Linked DNA regions of Mus musculus: regions 2 and 3 are each linked to region 1. Evidence: chromatin contacts called from public Hi-C and HiChIP or PLAC-seq data. All regions are on one chromosome and are shown on one strand. Each heading gives the region's core, a stretch centred on a gene start, on an enhancer-like site or on the middle of the called end of the contact. The rest is flanking DNA. Distances are from core to core; before and after follow the strand shown.

The links. A called contact is a pair of places that touch in the nucleus more often than the background predicts. HiChIP or PLAC-seq counts read pairs in DNA pulled down with a chosen protein or histone mark.
Region 2: a contact with region 1 is called in a Hi-C map of differentiating embryonic stem cells, with 2.8 times the contacts expected there. The contact joins the enhancer-like site here to the promoter of Psen2 in region 1. A contact is called at or near these places in 20 of 39 promoter capture datasets (the 3T3-L1 cell line, the C10 cell line, the HPC-7 cell line and 10 more), 6 of 15 datasets of contacts at CTCF or cohesin (the NIH/3T3 cell line, embryonic stem cells, large pre-B cells and 2 more), 84 of 484 Hi-C or Micro-C datasets (the 3T3-L1 cell line, the AML12 cell line, B cells and 50 more), 13 of 115 datasets of contacts at active chromatin or transcription factors (astrocytes, bone marrow-derived macrophages, craniofacial prominence and 8 more) and 3 of 9 other capture datasets (adipose tissue, embryonic stem cells and liver).
Region 3: an H3K27ac HiChIP or PLAC-seq map of stem cell-derived neural progenitor cells shows a contact between it and region 1, with 4 times the contacts expected there. The contact joins the promoter of Cdc42bpa here to the promoter of Psen2 in region 1. A contact is called at or near these places in 4 of 39 promoter capture datasets (3T3-L1-derived adipocytes, erythroid cells, hippocampal neurons and 1 more), 1 of 484 Hi-C or Micro-C datasets (muscle stem cells), 2 of 115 datasets of contacts at active chromatin or transcription factors (pancreatic cancer cells and stem cell-derived neural progenitor cells) and 4 of 9 other capture datasets (adipose tissue, embryonic stem cells, liver and 1 more).

What each region holds. Positions count from the first base shown.
Region 1 is chr1:180,254,631-180,257,715 of GRCm38.p6, forward strand. Psen2 (presenilin 2) reads right to left here and starts at 1,670. Exons shown (of 11, transcript NM_001128605.1): 1 at 1,593-1,670. Gm31728 (predicted gene, 31728) reads left to right here and starts at 1,775. Exons shown (of 3, transcript NR_168339.1): 1 at 1,775-1,934; 2 at 2,920-3,043.
Region 2 is chr1:180,546,472-180,549,556 of GRCm38.p6, forward strand. The region is part of intron 3 of Gm31986 (a long non-coding RNA gene); the gene reads right to left. Among named protein-coding and RNA genes, the nearest start is that of Parp1, 21 kb to the right of the region's middle. Within about 2 kb of position 1,435, at least 102 of the 459 cell types and tissues checked have an H3K27ac peak or open chromatin away from gene starts, as enhancers often do. A contact at or near this core is called in B cells, CD8 T cells, the CH12 cell line and 10 more, where this site is marked.
Region 3 is chr1:179,959,339-179,962,423 of GRCm38.p6, forward strand. It overlaps Cdc42bpa (CDC42 binding protein kinase alpha), which reads left to right and starts at 1,422. Exons shown (of 37, transcript NM_001359541.1): 1 at 1,422-1,949. The coding sequence starts at 1,772.

The DNA.
Region 1 (3,085 bases), core at 420-2,919:
ACACAGCGGCAGCGGCAGCCTCTGGCAGCATTCCGCATCCTAGTCTGTTTTGCCTTCTCAGAGAGCAGAAATATTCATTTCCACATACGAATGGATGTACAGCCTATATTTTGGGCATAGGTATGGGGCATGTCTACATAGTAGGAGATAGTTCTCCAAACCGGACCCGGCTTCCAGCTCAGTCCGCACCTCCACTCACCCACACCTACTTTCTGTCAGCTTCCTTCCCATCCTGCACCTCTGCCATTCTTCACTCTATCCCTGCCCACCTGATTCTAGCCACTGTCCTGGGAGCCAAGGAATGAACCCAGACGGTCACCTCTAGGCTAAAGTCGGGATGCTGGCCCCTTCACCAACGGAAAACACAGGATCTGCTTCTGTTTCTCAGGCTTCCACAGAGCCACCCACACCTAAAGGAAAACTTGAAGCTTACACACCTGAAGCAACTTATACAGAGCCTTTAATTACTGCCCAAAGTCTTGGCTGAAGGCCTGAGAGGCTTAGGTGTCCACAGAGGGACTATACAGCCAGCAGGTGCACCTATTCTGAATGGTTGCGTCTCTCTGACTCCAAGAGACTATTCTGGGGACGGAGTTAAATTGGTCTGCATCTGTTCTGATTTTGAGGCTCTCTAATCCTCCATCAGTAAATGGATGCAGTCATTTCACAACCATTCATATCTTTAAAGAAAAATCCCTAAGCAGAGGTGCTAGGACATTTCATTTAACTGGCAAAGGACTTATGTCTGGATAGCAGAAACAGAGGCCCAGGCAGCAGGCTCTAAGCCTGGTTTCCCTGTATCTTACACAGGAGACCTTGGGCAACCGCACTTTTTAGTTCTGGGAGTTGTTCTTCTCACCCTCCTTTTCCTCTCCTGGCCGGCCGCATGCATGCTTGGCTAACAACACTCTACCACACAGCTACATCCTCAGCCCTAGGCGCAGTTTCTTCATCAGTATAATTCAGTGGCAACTAGCTCTTGCTTTGCCGAGTTCCTTCGGTTCAGAGGCTTGATTCTGGGCGTCTCCCTACTGCCTTAAGGGATTTACAAAACACTGAACACAGCTGGTAACAGAACGCCTGCCTCAGGCCCTGTTGGGCGCCTCGCTCCTCATACAGGAAGAAGTTCTTACTCCCATCTGTAGCAGAGCCCAGGTAGACCAGGTCAGAGCCTGGGTAGCAGGGACCAAAATGCCTGGTGAACACAGCGGTGAGACCCACGTGCACTGGCCCTTTAACACCTCACTCCGCGCCTGGGGTTCTGGAGGCAGGAAGGGACGCGAGGGCACCCGGACGCGGCCAGAGGCCCAGAGCTGCACCCTACGCTCCTTCCAAGCCCCAGTTCTGGGCCGGCCGCACTGCTGCCTCCCCAGCACTTTCTCCTCGCCCCTGAGCCGGCCGCAGAGGCCGAGATCGCCGCAGGGGCCGCAGCTTGGAGCCCAGACCCTGATGCCCCGGGAGGGCAACGGAAGCAGCGGTCAGGGGCGTGCGCACGAAGGGCCTCGCTGCATCCGGGCTCTCCATGCTGCCGGCTACCCGCGATCGGTGACAGGTACCCGGCCGCACACACCCAGCCCCCGCCCTCCGCTCACCTGCTCCGCCGCGGCGCGGGGTAGAGTTTACGCCGCGGGCGGAGCGCCTCTCCTGGGCTAGCGCCGGCCCCGCCCACTGCCCCGGTTCGCCAGCGCCTCAGACACGCCCCCGGTGGGGGACACGCCCACTTCCTGGCTCCGCCCCTGTCCCGTCCCTTGGGCGGTGCCAGGTTCCCCTGTGCACTTGCGCCTTCATCGTCGGTTTACAGGAAAACACTGGGTGCAGAAGGTGCAGGCCTTCGCTGTGTCTTGCCCTGGAGACCGCAGCATCATACTGACATTGAAATCTGAAGTTGGCTAGTGCCTTTTCTTAGGGGCCTGGCAGCGCCACTGGGACAAGGGGTGGGTATTTGCTTTGTGATTTCAGGAGCCTCTGCTGCCCCTCCCTCCTCCGGTTTCATGCACTTTAAAATGGAGTCTAAAGTAAGCTAACATCGGGAGCCTTCTCCTGATTGATTTTTTCCAGAGTGCTTCCGCGACATACATGGGGAGCTCTGGGTAAATATGAACTGGGATAAAATTGCAACGAGATCTAGGAATCAGCCTCGGGGTGAGGGCAGGGAGGGGTTGTGATCGCAGGATCGGTCTGTGGAGTGAGTTGAAATTGTCAACAATTTGCCACAGTTGTCATTATCTCATGTAGCTTTATTTCTCCTTTAATTACTGTGAAATTCGTATAACATAAAATTGTCATTGTAGGGCTGGGGATGTAGTTCAACTAAGTGCCTGCCTAGCATGCAGGAAACCCTGAGTTTAATACTCAATTCTGGTGTATGCATGGCTGAGTAATCCTGTCACTAGAAGTCCAAGGTCATTCCTAGTTACATAGCAAGTTCGAGGCCAGCCTGGGACACATTAGACCTTGTCTTTAAAAGAAAAAAATACGGCTGGGCAGTGTGTACACCTTTAATCCCAGCACCGGAAAGGCAGAGACAGGCACATCTCTGAGTTCAAGGCCAGCCTGGTTTACAGAGTGAGTTCCAGGACAGCCAGGCTATATAGAGACCATGTCTTCACCACCACCATCACTGCAAAAAAGTAATCATTTTAATTTAAGGTATTTAGTGACTTCAATGTGTGCCAATCTGGCTTGTGTGATTGTAAAACAGCCCATTGCTTAAAAAATAAAAGGCAGTTGTATAATTGAAAGGTTTCCTGTCCCTCTCCCTGACCCTGTTAGACACCAACCTACTTCTGAGTCTGTGGACTTAGCTCAACATCTTGAATTTTTTCCTTAACACAATTGAGAAAGTGGGTTCTACCTGGCAGATAGCATAGACGCATGAACGGAGGTCCGAAATCTCCCTCTTCTGCTTGTCTGTTGCAGTTCCTTACCCTTGCTGGGCCTCGGTTTCCTCATCTGTGAAAGGATAGTGTGAGGGCCTTCAGAGGAACATGGCACATTACAGAGAAATGAGGGGGCAGGGGGCAGCGTGGATCCTGAACAGACAGTAAGTGTTTCCTTCCTCTGCCTCCCTTCTCGGCTTGAGGTG
Region 2 (3,085 bases), core at 185-2,684, 290 kb after region 1:
CTCCACCCCGACAGATACCTGGCAACAGCCAGGTATGCCCCACCCCACTGTTACTTGGCAACAGCCAGGTAGGCCTGGCCTATAAAAGGGGCTGCTTGTCCCCTCCTCTCTTACTCCTGCTTCTCTCCCTTGCCTCTTGTCCCCTTGCTCCCCCTCTCTCCACATTCCCTTCCCCCCTCTCTCCACATGGCCGCCTCCCCCTGCCTTTCTCCACCTCTGCTACCCTCTTAACTCCCCTCCCCATGCCCTGAATAAACTCTATTCTATACTATACCAGTGTGGGTCTGGTCTCTCAGGGGGAAGAAATGCCTTGGTATGGGCCCACTGAGGCACCCCATCCCCCCACACCTCGCCAGAACATATCGTAATAGCCCTTTCTCTTTTTATGATCACAACACTGTCCCTGTCTGAATGAGATCGGTGTTCATGTGGTTTGTGGGGTGACTCTTAGACCATTCTCACTAGCCAATTTGCTTGAGAGAATCTCATCCTAAGTTTCTGAGGTTGGAGTTACAGGCAGCTGTCCCACCCACTCAACATTTGCATGCGGTCTGGGAGTCTGAACTCCAAGCTTCACATTCACACAGCACTTTGGTTGCTGAGCCATCTCCCCAGGACCCAACACTCCACTGCTATCTGGCTAATATCACACATACCCAGTTGGCACAAACAGTGGGCATACTGGACCTTCCTTGCTAGGTGTCTTCTGTCCTACCCCTCCTCAGAGGTGGTCCTCATCAGATTGGACTGTATTGTTATCTGCCTCATCCCTTCAACCAACTCCCTGACAATAGCTACATAAAAAGGAGAGTCTTCAGGGCGTGGCGGCAAACGCCTTTAATCCCAGAATTTAAGAGGGAGAAGCAGGTAGCTCTCTGGATTTGAGGTCTGGCTGGCCTATATAGTGAGTTCCAGATCAGCCAGGGCTATATGGTGAGACCTCCTCTGAAGTGAGAGGGGTTACTTTCACTGAATTCTAAGGGATGAAGTCCATCTTGGCAGGGAAGGTTTAGTCCCAGGTGCCGAAGCAGCTGGTTACTTTGTGTCCACAGTCAGGAAGCAGAGAAGGGCCTGCTTTCTCCCTTCATTTCAGCCTGGCTGTTAATTAACCTGATCTAGAAACTCCCTCATACGGGTGCCCAGAGATTTGTCTCCGGGGTGATTCTAGATCCTATCGATTGACAATCCATAGTAACCATCACTAGGACCCTTTGTCAGATGCCCCCTACTGTGCGCCCTTTATTCCTCCTCTTCCTCCTCAGTCTGCCTCAGCGACTTTTTTTCATAAATATCATCTTGTGATCCAGCCACTTCTTCCCTTCTCCGGATCCCTCCCTGGCCCCTCTCTAGGGGCTGAGTGTCTTTCTACCCCTGTTCCCTGTCTTGGCTGAATGATTGAGTGTTTTAATTTGTTTCCCAGGCGCAGTCTCTATGGCTCTGCTCTCTGTAATTCACACGGCAGCAGTCTGCTGGGACGTGTATAAAGTCAGTACTGAGAGGGCTCAGAGACGTGAGACACCAAAGAGCGGAGGGACAGGGAGAAGCGCAGGAGCCCCGCCCGAAAGAAAGGCTGGTGCGGGCCGGCTTGGAGCAGATCAAAGCAAGCAGAATGCTGGCTGCAGCGGGAGGTGGGGGGGGGGGGGGGGGCAGGAAGTTCTGTTACAGACAGGGCTGCAACTATCATCAGAGAAGCTGGAGAAATGAGGCTGCCTCTGACCCCTGCATTCTGGCCAATTACATAAAGCCCGGTACTTCTAAACAGCTCCCCTGATGGTTCTAGAGCTCACTCAGGACTACAAACAACAGGTTCAGCGGCAGACCTACAGGGAGAGGGAGAGAAAGGACTGTGAGGTGACCACATCTCCCTTCAAGCCCACACAAATATCCGGACACTGTGGTGGAAGCCCTGGGTAAGGGGGCTTGGTCCTAAAGAAGAGTCTTCGTGCAAAACTAGAATTCTGGGGTGGGTGTGGGCTGCTGCTTAGATGTCCCACAGAGGACCCAGAGTGAGGGACACCTCCACAGGCTGGTGTCTTTACCACTTGCTTTCCCAGTGTCACCTCCATGATCCTAGCTCTTCAAGTCCTCCCTGATCACAAAGACCCTGCAAGAATAGCAGCTCCTAGTCATTTCACAGGCAAAAGCAGAGTGCCTACTGTGTTCTCTCAGAAGAGGAGATGGAGACCTACAGGGTGCCAAGCTCTCACTGCGCACAGAGGGTGAGCCTGGAGTCGGTCTCTTTATATGGCGCATAGGAAACTAAAAGCCTGCTACTGCTGTTAATCAGCCCTGGGTCTACCAAAGAGCTCGGAGGTAATCCGCAGGAAGGTGGCCTCTGAGCTGAGGCTTCCTGGAGCTCTCGGAGTCTTTCACCGCCCTTCATCTCTCTGAGTGTCCCTTGAGCATACCTCAGCCTCTCTCTACAGGGAACTAGGCACCACTGCAAATTGCAATGAGGTTCTCAGCTGGAAGAGTATCTTATACCCCAGGCAAGCCAGAGCCTAGGGCAATGACCTGTAAACAGATTCCCTCACGGAGTGGTTGTTGAACTGGATAAAATACAATGGTGCTTTTGTGCTTTTTGTTGGGGGAAGAAACAGAAGGAACAAAAAGTCTTGCCCAGGGCCCTCCACCTGCCATTGTGGCCTGGGTTCCACAAACTCGGGAGCTCCCTGTTAGCATTTTGTCTAAGCTCCGCCCCACAGTTACCTGGCAACAGCCAGGTGTGCCTGACTCAAGGTAAAAGGGGCTGCATGTCCCCCATCTTGATCTTGCCTTCCTGCTCCCACTTTCTCCCCCTTCCCCCTGCCGCCAGTGCTCATGGCCAGCCTCTACTCCTCTACTTCTCTCTCTCTCCCTCCCCCTTTCTCTGCCTCTACCACCCTCTTAACTCCCCTCCCTATACCCTCAATAAACTCTATTCTATACTACACTGTGGTCGTGTGGCTGGTCCCTCAGGGAGAAGGGATACCTTAGCATGGCACCCCCTCCCCCACACCTGACTACACATCCACAAAACATTCCTCCTCTCTGTCTTTTTATAAACACATCACTCCTAGACACTGATAGACAGAACACAGAGAGC
Region 3 (3,085 bases), core at 172-2,671, 300 kb before region 1:
CAGAAACGGGAATCCCTCTCCTTTGAGATCCCGCATGCACGACAGGGATGGTGAAGCAGACCAGTCTCTTATTATTTTTCCATCCTGGGGGAGTGACACAAACGCTGTGGATTAGGAACACCGGAAATTAGGAGTCTGGGGCGTGGGAAAGCCGAATGGGGGCAGGGTGGGCAGGTAAACAGCGTCTGGAGCGGCTGTCTTGTCTTAGAGCGGTTGGAAGCCGAGGGTACCCTTGCGGGACCGACGGCATCTCCGCAGAAGTGGAGGAAGAAGGCCGGCTGGGGGGTGGTCACCGCGGGGACCCCGGGCGGCGGCGAGGCACCGTGGCGCAGTTCCCAGCCCGTGCCTCACCGAGCCAACCCGTTCCACACCCGAGTCGCCCCGGGGGACCCCGCTTCCCTGGCTGCGGCAGCCGCAGCGCCGCGGGCCGAGGCGATCCCCCTCCCCCGGGGCTCGGGCTCGGCTGGGCCGCAGCGCGCCGCTTCCAGCGGGGTCGGGGGGCGGGGCGCGCCGCCATTTTGGATCCGGACGGTCCGCGAGCCTCCGCCTGCGCGCCGCGGCGCCGGGAGCGGCCTCGGGGAGCCTAGGGCGCGGGCGCGGGCGGCGCGGGCGCGAGCGGCGCGGGCGGGAGGGCGGGCGGGGGAGGCGGGCAGAGGAGGAAGGGAGTGGTTGGGAGCCGGGCTGCGGCAGCCTCAGGTCTCCTCAGCGGCGGCAGCGCCCCCTCCTCCCGCGCCTCAGCCGCCTGCGTCCGTCGGGAAAGATGCCCTCAGCCCAAGGCTGGGAAGAAGGGACTCGAGTCGCCGCCCGAACCGCGGCTGCCGCCCGCGTCCTCTGAATTCGTCAGCGCAGCCCCTCGCCGAGGGGCGGCGGCGGCGGCGGCCGCAGGGCGCGAGCGGGAGCCCGGGCGCTGCGCCCGGCGGCACGGCGCGGCCCGCCAGCGGCCTCCGGCATGGAGCGGGCTCGCGCGGCCAAGTAGCCGCCGCCCCCGGAGCCCGGCGCGAGAGCCGCCCGCAGCCCGCCTCATCCCGGCTGCGCCGCCGGCCAGGCCCCGGGAGAAGCCGGGAGGAAGATGACGCGTCCTCGCCGCAGTCCGCTGGAAGCAAGACTCGCTGCAAAGCCCTAGGAAGAAAGAGCTCGGAGCGGAGGCTCGGCGTGCTCCGAGCCGAGCCGGGAGAACTGCTCCGGCAGCTGCCCTCCCTTTGCCGCGGAGGACTCGCCCAGGCGCTATCCGAGTGGAGGTTGGGAGCATTTGCAGAATTTTTGGCTTTCCCTCCCCCTCCATACGTTGCCCCCTCCTCCTTTTTCAATTTTTCTTCTTCCCGGGAAGTGAATTGCTGATGCCAAGGGGACTTTATTCATTAATGATGCAACTGGATTCGTTTCAGGATTATGTTGCACGAATTGAATTTTGAATGAAGGAGTTTTTTTTTTTTTTTTTAAGGAGTGTTGACTCTTTAGTTCGTTGTACTTTTAATTATTATTTTATTTAAATGTACAATTTAATTGTATTATTCTCTTAAAATATTAAATCTATATTTTATGGAAACTCACCCTCAAGATATATATGTTTATGGGTGAAATTGGAGACGCTTCCGTTAAGTGAGGTGACTGGTGTATTGGATGTTTAATTCAGCACCGGCATTGCATGACAGTTGTTGAAATAACAAGTGGTTTATTTTTAAAAACCACATCTTTAAACTTTTAGGTTCAGATAGTAACAGTAGACATCGTAAGGGCATTTAAAAGAAAACCAGCAGAAATCGAAGCAAACATGTCCGGAGAAGTGCGTTTGAGGCAGTTGGAGCAGTTTATTTTAGATGGGCCAGCTCAGACCAATGGGCAGTGCTTCAGTGTGGAGACGCTACTGGACATCCTCATCTGTCTTTACGATGAATGCAATAATTCTCCATTGAGAAGAGAGAAGAACATTCTTGAATATCTAGAATGGGGTAAGTTTTCTTCTAATGCGTTGCTGGGCGTGAGCATTATTAACTATAGTGAAAATGATGTGTATAGCCTTAACAACAGAACAAACGCCTATTAGTCAAGACTTCTCTCTCCTAGTTTTTCTTAACTGTTTGCCAGGGCAAAGCGGTGCCACTTAGTTGTTGCCTGGTTGTTTGGCCTTGCTGTTTGTGAACTCACTGCGTCTGGGGGGGGGGGGGGGCGGGCAGCAGCAGGAGCTTCAGAAGGAAGGCTGGGATTGGCAGAATTGGATTATTGAGCACAGTTGTCACAACCGTTCAGTGGGAGGGTATTTGTTGGTTGGAACATTCCTTCCCAGTCTTTGAAAATCACAGGAGATTTGAGGAGATGCTGAAGTCCCTGTGTTAATTTTAGGACAACAGGAATGTGGAGGTGGTGATCAGGGGGTTTAGTCTCATCTCTGGATAGCACTGGCAAAGGAAAGTACTAAACATGGACTTTCCAAAAATCACTAGGTTCCTGAGAAATAATAGAAATTATGTGTATGTGTGTGTGTAAAAAGATGTAGTTGGAGGATGTTTGGAGGCAGCTCCACCTGCCTTAGATTTTATTCTAAATTGAATTTGTGTCTATACTGGCTAGATGTGACCCAGGTGACCTATAGTAGTGGACTAGATCAGTGATGCGGGCAAACTCTGCATGTGACCTTCAAGGCTTGTCTGAACTCCAGGAGCCTCTGATGTCACTCACTCGTGTGAGGGAAGTCTGACATCCAGCAGTGGCCATCACTGCCCAGGCTGGTAGAGAGTGGTACCATAGCTCTGGAAGGATTTAGGCCATTTAGAATTTTGAGCTGTTGAAATACTTTTAGCTAGCTAAATGATTTTTATATCGACGATCTTTATTCCCAAGTAAACCTTAATTTTTCTGAAGTAAAAAATTTAAGTGGCCGTTGTTGTTTCTGTTTTCAAATTCATTCAAAATTTGTTTCTCAAGTCAACTCCCACTTTAAGAATGCTAACATGAAGCAATTTGAATTCTCCAGTTTTCCAGTATTAGATGAGTGATTGCTAGTAGCACGATGTTTCAGGGTTTAAAAGAAAATGTACAAATGTGCATGGGATGATTTCACAAAGCAGTTTGCCATCAGCGTGCTGGG